Linked DNA regions of Mus musculus: region 2 is linked to region 1. Evidence: chromatin contacts called from public Hi-C data. All regions are on one chromosome and are shown on one strand. Each heading gives the region's core, a stretch centred on a gene start, on an enhancer-like site or on the middle of the called end of the contact. The rest is flanking DNA. Distances are from core to core; before and after follow the strand shown.

Region 1 (4,038 bases), core at 1,005-3,504:
CAAAATAAGTTAAGCTGTTCACACAGCTACTACATAAAAGACCCCCCAAACCAATGATCAGATAAAAGCTAAATGATCAGCTCTTGGGGACACTCTACAGTGTTCATCTGGGCAAGCTTTAGCTCCAGGGCAAATAGGCAGGCTTCCATTTATCACTCGACTCTCCCCATACTGTTTAAGTCAGAAAATTCTAGAGAAGTCTTATTCAAAGTGTGAACCAAGGCATCTGCAGCAGCACCTGCAGGAGCTTGTACGAAATGAACATTTTTAGATCTTATCTCAGACCTGTGGAACCAGAATCCCTGGGGATTGGAGGCTGGGGTATGGTTTTCCCAGGAGTCTTTCCGAAATGGCAAGCTTGAGAAACTCTGCTTTCAAGCACAAGTGTGCAAAACAGGAAAGGATTGTGTTCTGGTGGGGTGGGTAGCCCAGGCTTTTGGAGAAACTTTGTATTCTATGGAGGACATTGAGGCCTCAGGCAGCATCTGCCTGTAATGGACTATCAGGGTATTATGGGTCCCATGTGTGTGGTGTGGAGGATCCCATAGGTAGTCAAAAGAAAAGGAAGGAAGGAAGGAAGGAAGAGATAGATAGATAGATAGATAGATAGATAGATAGATAGATAGATAGATAGAATAAAACAAAAAGGCAGAGGCTGAGTTAACTCCGTGGAGTGGAGATGGGTGGAAAAGGAGTTTCCCGGCTCTTCTGTCAATTACAAGAGCACCGCTGTAAGCTTCCCTTGTACCTTGCTGGGAGGGGCTCCAGGACAATGGGCAGCTCCTCATTGCCTATAAAAGGTCTGAAGAGAAGCAGCTGTGCAAGTTCCTAACCCCGCCTCCTGTCCCTCATCAGCTCTGTGACCTCAGGCCCATCACCTAATGGCAAGGAGCCTCAGTTTTCCTCATCTGTGAAAGGGGAAGGAAGGCTTGTACGGCGTAAGACTTCAACACAGTTGCTGTTCCCCAAATGCTAAAAGAGGTGACCTGGTACACAGAAGGCCTGATAAAGGATAGCTGTCTGATTATTTTTTGCTATAATACATTGGCTTACTGAGAAAATACGCATTTTGTGAGTCCTGTGTGCCTGTGCTAATGGAAGGCGTACTGATCCCGTGGACAGCTTGAGGCAGCAGATCAGAGGGAGACTTCCCAGAGTGACTTGATGTTTCTTTTTACTCAGCTCTCCTGAGCTTTTGTGATTCCCTCTTGTCTTCCTACCCACCTTCCCTAATGAATGTGAGAGAACCCTGCTGGGAGTGGAGTTTTTACAAGCCCAGGAGGTAAAATCTGGTATGTTCCCTTGGTTGAGGGTCCCAGCAGTATTCTTCCATAAAATGCATCTGAGAACTACTCTTTGATACTGAATGTGGAGATTTTTTTTTAGGCTACAGACTAGCATCTGTGAGCTTTACAGTACTTTTTTTTTTTTTGGTTCTTGTTGTTTAGTTTTGTTCTTTGAGACAGTGATCCACTGCGTAGCCCAGGCTGTCCTCTAACTCACTCTGTTCTTGGGCTCACAGAGATCTCTCTGTCCCGACTGCTGGCATTAAAGGCATGGGCAACCACCACCTGGCCTTTAGTACTTTTTTATTGGGGTAGCAGCTGTAAGCTCTGTATGGCCTTTCTTCTGCTTCTGTATCTTAGGAAGAGGAAGAAGCCTGATATACTGTCATCCTAACACACACACACACACACACACACACACACACACACACACACACACACACACACACACACACAGGTGATATATACCAGAGATCATTTAAGAAAACCAGTAATCATAAGTGTGAAATTATAATTAGCATCCCAATTGCTTGCCAGCAGATCTCATAACTGGCAATAGTTTGTTCCCTAAGTAAAATCCATACATGAATCTTGATTAGCCACAGTCATTTACTTCAAAACCTTTGCCTCACAGATGACACAGAGGAAGATTTTCTGACCCTGACGTGATTCTCACTGCAAAATTTAAACCAGCGGCTTGGTTCCGAGGGAAACAGGTTTTGTCTTCTCCAGTAGCTTATGCACCTTAGCTTGTATAAACACATTTTCCGGCTCCTATCCTCGGCTTGACTTTGGATTCTATTCAATGGACTGTTTTCTCCCATTGATCAGGAATGCAAGAGGACGCTGGGTTTTGAGAGAGTACTTTGGTAAACACAGTGTTTAAAAATAGTTTTCCCCCCTTGTTTGTTTTGTGTTTTCCTGAGCCTGGGAACTGATGGAGGCTCAAGTCCACCCTTGCTGCCAGCTAAATCGGGGCTGCTGGACCTTGAACTGTTACCTAAGCCACCCTCCCTGCTGTACCCGCTGCACCGCTCATTCATAGTGACCCAATTTCTCCCCTTATGTAAGCACGCCGCAGGAAAGAATCAGAGGGAGCCAGCCAGCAGCCGGCAGCATGTGCGGCCACGGCATGTTCTTGGAGGTTCTGTGGCTGTTCGAAAGGACGCCAATATCCTGCCCACTGTTCCAGGAATCCTGAACTGTACATGCCTGTCCCTTCCTGCTGCTGGCAAGGCACCCATCCCAAAACCTTTGTGCTGTTTCCAGAGCCTTGACTCCTGGGAGGGTTATTCAAAGAAAGCCTAAGTCAAATGCTAATAAAACAACTAGAAGAGAGCCCTCACCTCCCTCCTCCTCCTCCTCTCCTGTTTTTTTCTGAACTGTTCACTGCCCGTCCACTGCCTTTGATTGCCAGGACTGCATTTAGCATTAAACATTCAGTTATGGATCAGCATTCCCTTAGAACATGAGAGTAACAGTCATGAACAAGTATCCAGCATTCCCTGCTTATAAGTCAGGCTCTGCCTGTCACGTGTGTGTGTGTGTGTGTGTGTGTGTAAACCCATTGCAGTCCCCTTAACCCTGTGGAGGAGACTAAAGAACAGAGAGGCCACACCTCTCTACACACTAGCTCATGCCAAATACTGTGTGTCAGAGCCAGGGCACAATAGCTTCTGGGGTTGGAGTCATGTTGCCCAAAATGTGCGGGAGCTCAGGAGTAAGGTTCTAGAGTGGGGTCTGGATCAGAGCTCCAGTCTTCCCCACCTAGTGTGCAGTGTACACAGGTCTCTAGCTTCGGCGGCACTGCTAATGCAAACATGGCCACCCCTAGAGATAACAGCAGATGCCGCTGAGTTGTTTAGTGATAAATCAACACTCTGCATTTAGAACCAATTACGGTTTGTGGACAAACAGAAGGCAGGAAGGAGGGTCCTCCGGAGGGAAAGTGAATGGTGGAATGACAGGGGAGAAAAATGGTAAAAGACAAGAAACAGGACAAGGGGTAGGGAAGATGCAGAGGAACCAATGCAAAGCTTACTGGGAGAAGGATGGTGAGAAAAGAAGTGAATGAGAAGAAAAAATAGGTCCCTGCTCCCCCCCCCCCCGTCCCCCATCCCCAGTAATTCACTTGCTGGGACACATCAGCAAGAGACTCGGACCAGGCTTGGAGCAAGTGGTCTGTCCTGAGGATGCTGTTGCCTCCTGCCATCTGCTACTGGCAGGAAGAGGCGGGGCTGCTGGCAGAAGGAGGCGGAGCTTCTGAAGCATTGGTGCTTCCTGCATCCCCAGAACTCCCCCACCCCCACCACTCACTTCGGTTGTTCTTGGGTGGAATGTCTCTTTGCTCAGTGAACCTCCATGGCCTACCTGCAGTGACACCTGTTCTGGGAGCATAAAAAGGGTAGGGGGAGGAGGCTGTGGCTGAGAGCGATTGGGTAGAGAATGTGGGTGAGTTGAGAAGGGATGAGGGCAGGTGCATCTGCCGGCCTTTGTGATGGCTGCCTTTGCTGCCGTCTGTTCTTGCTTCTCAGGTCCAGACACCAGGAGAGTCCATGGCAACAGGGCCGTTATTTCTCTTTTCTTGGCCCCTCAAACGCTCCCTTGAAATCCCTGACAACTCCAAAGTGGAGTGAATGCCTGGGTTTAGCCCTTGCCGACCCCCACCCCCACCCCCACTCCCCATCCCATCCTGAACAGCAGGCAACCAATCGATTTGATGCCTAGAAGAGAGCAGTGTATTTCCAAGGAT
Region 2 (4,038 bases), core at 917-3,416, 470 kb after region 1:
TTGCTTTTCCAAAGTGCTCTGGAATTTCTACATACTGAACAGAGGACATTACATTCACTTGGGACACAGAAGAATTTCCATGGATTCAAACTGCAAAAGCTTGAGGAAACCGGAGTATGGAGTAGAGTGAGTGGGAATAGAACATGATAGTCAATAGAAAGCGAGCCCCATACAAAGAAAAAAAAATCTAGTGGAAGCCTTAGCCAGCAGTCAGGGCTCTACAGGACAGGATGTGTGGAAGCTAGAGGTGAACATTCACAGGCCCTGTGCTTAGCTGGGGTTTCAATTATAAGCATGGCAATCTCTCTCTCTCTCTCTCTCTCTCTCTCTCTCTCTCTCTCTCTCTCTCTCTCTGTATGTGTCTGTTTGTCTCTTTCTCTGTATAGCATTCCTCTTATGTGCTTTGCCCCAAGGACACAGAAATGAAAGTCCAGTCCCTGCCTCCAGGGACATGAGCATCGAGGTGAGGACAGACAAATAGAAGGTTCACAGGGAAAGTGAGAACAGAAGAGTGAGGGCCCAGCCCCTCCCAGGACCCAGGAGACTTCTGGGAAGGCACTAGGAGCTGGCGGGGCGGGCGAGGAGACTGGGACTGCATCGAAGTAAAGAAAGGGACAAGGTCAAGGGCTTGGCAGAACCAACAAGGACACAGAGGCCCAAGGAATGAAGTAAATACAGAGAGATCATCTGTGTGGCATGGCGTCGTCAAGGGGTTGCGGCATGAGGTGCAGGCTAGGGGTCAGAAGGAGTCAGAACATTCAGGAACATCTGAGCACAACACCACGCAAGGTCACATAAATCACTTGCAAAACAAAGTGTGTCCAGTCAGTAGATAGATGAGGGTGTGGGCGTGTTTGGTAATTGCACAGCACTGCCAAGATCAACAGTTCGCGTGCACAATTATTCATTAATCTAAATACATGTAGAACAGAAGCGCTCGGTACCAGGACTGAAAGCCCTATGACCAGTGCTGCATTCCTGATAAAATCGCCAGCATTAGTTTGACCTCTAAGGCGAGACCTCTGAGGGAAACTGTTGAACGAATAAATGGATGGAGCCCCCATCCAAAGACCTTCCTGTTTCTGCTGATAGAAACTGTATCTCTTTCATATTTCTTTCATAGTTACTACCTAGCTTCTACTAACTCACCAGGGTAGGTGGATCACTCCCAGAAGGGTACCACTCAGATGGAGCAGGGACTTCATCCCAATCCCTGGTTCTTCAAGAACCAGACAAGCAGAGTGAGTGCCCGAGGAGATTTGAGGTGGAAGACCACAGGGGGAGTGAGATCTACAGCCAGTAGAGAGTAGGAGTCATTTTAACAGGAACACCAGCTGCTGCTAGTCAGCTAGAACAAGTTAGGATTAAGGCAGAGGGAGGGAGAGAGAGAGAGAGAGAGAGAAAGAGAGAGAGAGAGAGAGAGAGAGAGAGAGAGAGAGAGAGAGAGAGAGAGAGAGAGAAAGAGAGAAAGAGAGAAAGAGAGAAAGAGAGAGAGAGAGATGCAGATTTGTGTTTTCAGCCAAGTGATGCACCACTGTCTGAAGTTCTCCTTCTCACCACCACATGCCTAGGACTCAGCAGGATCAGACTGGTACCTGTATAGAGGAGAAGGCAGGCAGTATTATTTAGTAAGACATAGAGCCCCTTCCCCAATTGCCTTTTGTGATGGACATGACATTGAATTCTGAGATCTCTGTATTTAAAAGAGGGAATGTCTCTGTTCCCACAGACAAGACAAGGTGGCAAAGAGTGTCAGGTGTCAGGGCACCCCTCCCCCAATACACACACACACTTCTGACAGCTCTGGTGTTCACCTGTAGGCTAATCTCTGCCCACAGGCCTGGACCAGGCTTGACAACAGCTCCTCCCTCAGACCGCCCCAGCCCTGCTGGGTGGCGGTTGATGATTCCCTGGCTGTTTGTTCTGCTAGAGGAGACAGAAGACTGCAGTGTGCTGGAATCCTGCCCTGCCCACTCTGCACAGCTGCCTCCCCCAGCACATGGAAGCTGCTGAGCAGACAGAGAATCAAAGATGATTACGGGCTGCTGGAAAACCGTGCGCTTCTGCCTGGCTGCATCTGCCTGCCAAGCTGTTATGTAAGCCACAGACCCGTTCAGGCCTGGAACCAAACAATGCTGCTGACAGCCCTTCTGTGACCTGCTTATCAGCTAAGCTGCCAGAAACCCTGCCTCACCTGGAGCACACCTGCCCCTTGAGAACTTTGCCCATCCTGCGCTGACAAGCCATTTTCATATTTGTTTTGGGGTTTCCCTGTCTCTGCTCCCTTCCAGCACAGACATATGGGTGGGTCAGGGCCAAGAGTTGACTTTGGTCAGATTCCAAGTGACTAAGACATTTAACTCTGGAAAGCTTCGTTTCACAACCCAGGGGTTGTTTTTCAGCCTCCTAAGTGAATAATTCACTTTGGCTGTTTAGACACTAGAGCTGAACTCCTGGAGCCCCCAGATGACCTCCTGCCTGGAGAGGGACTGACCGATCTGCTCTGATAACCAAAAACTTATTTAGGGATCCTAGATATGCCCCACAGCCAAAGGCACCAAATTTGATGCCGAAGAACTTTACTTCCAGCATGTCCATGACTCGGTTAAATTTGTTGGTTTCTCAGCACTTCAGTTTCTTAGGTCTCTCTCTCTCTCTCTCTCTCTCTCTCTCTCTCTCTATTGTAATGCAGATGTCTGCAGTAGGCACACAGGAAAATTCAAGCTGAAATATTAGCTGTGCCCACGTTCTTTAAGCATACGTATTCATGTATGCAAGTATGTACTTGTTTTTGCATAGTGTGGCTTCCCTAGGTTGATAGCCGGTACCTTTCTCTTTCTCTCCACTCTATATATCGAGACAAAGTCTTGCAGTTGAACCCAGAACTCACACATGTAACTACTCTGGCTAGTCACCTTGCTCCAGAGAACCCCTGTCTCCAATTTCTGATCACTGGGATTACAACAGGGGGGTGGCCACCCTCATCCAGACTTTGTGCCGGTTCTGGGAATCCAAACTTCAATCTTCATGCTTGCATGGCAAGAATTTTAAATGCTAAGCCATCCTTTTAGCCTTTATTTTCAGCATTTCCAGAAGTATTGCCATTGCATCTGAAACCAGCTCCCAGTCCCACCAGTGTTGATGGTGTTTATGCAGGACATAGGCATTCAAACCTAGATGACACGGGTTTTCATTACTCTCCTTTTTGCGATCATAACTGGTGGTACCCCAGAGTCTGGGCTCATATGTTGGGACTTGGACCTTGGAGTTGGGTTTAACTCTGATCAGAGGCCATAAGACCTGTGCTGTAGCTTGAACCTCGCTGCATAACTGGACTGTCTTGAGCTCCTTTTTTTCCTGCATCACTTTATAATGCACAGGCTCTAAGGGGTCCCATTCCGACGTTGGCTGATGGCTGACCATATTCACCTTCATCTGTTCCAGCCTGGAAAGGGTGAGTAGGAGAGTCTCCATTGCTGAGAACAGTCTATTAGCTAGGATCTTAAATCTTTGGACTCAGGCTTTACTCCTGGCCCTTGCCTTTCTCGATAATACAGGAGGCGGGGGTGGGGGGCACTCACAAACCAGGATACCTACATAGCTGTTCAATTCACTCTCATTCTCCATGGATGGCTAAAGTGCCAGATCTAATGACTAATCCAAAACCCTGCTCCTAGGAAGATGGCCAGAAAGATCATGTCCTAAGGACAGGCATTCTGAACATGCTAAAACAGAAAGAAGAAATTGTCTTCTCTAGGTCCTAAACTGTAGAAGGCCTCCCGGCTCTCTAAGTCCACATAAGAGCAGATGTTTGCAGGAGTTCCCCATAGGTGACATGGCAGTGAGAGACCCACTTGTCTGCTGCCTGAGAATGACTTTATTCAAATACTTTATGGCATATTACAATGCTGTGGAGGAGCTGCCCTCCCATGGCCGCTTCTAAATTGGAGACGCCACCTCAGACCCTGATGCCCTACTCAAGGAAACTGTCCTCACTGTTCCTCAAGGTGGCCTGAAGCTGGGAAATAAAGGCTACTT

Evidence for each region. Hi-C and Micro-C count contacts between places; a contact is called where the count stands out from the background.
Region 2: a contact with region 1 is called in a Hi-C map of liver, with 3 times the contacts expected there. The contact joins two enhancer-like sites. A contact is called at or near these places in 2 of 484 Hi-C or Micro-C datasets (both in liver) and 1 of 9 other capture datasets (macrophages).

What each region holds. Positions count from the first base shown.
Region 1 is chr1:153,676,992-153,681,029 of GRCm38.p6, forward strand. All of the region lies in intron 5 of Rgs8 (regulator of G-protein signaling 8), which reads left to right. Among named protein-coding and RNA genes, the nearest start is that of Rgs8, 26 kb to the left of the region's middle. Within about 2 kb of position 2,255, at least 52 of the 459 cell types and tissues checked have an H3K27ac peak or open chromatin away from gene starts, as enhancers often do. A contact at or near this core is called in liver, where this site is marked.
Region 2 is chr1:154,148,360-154,152,397 of GRCm38.p6, forward strand. No RefSeq gene overlaps it. Among named protein-coding and RNA genes, the nearest start is that of Zfp648, 51 kb to the right of the region's middle. Within about 2 kb of position 2,167, at least 171 of the 459 cell types and tissues checked have an H3K27ac peak or open chromatin away from gene starts, as enhancers often do. A contact at or near this core is called in liver, where this site is marked.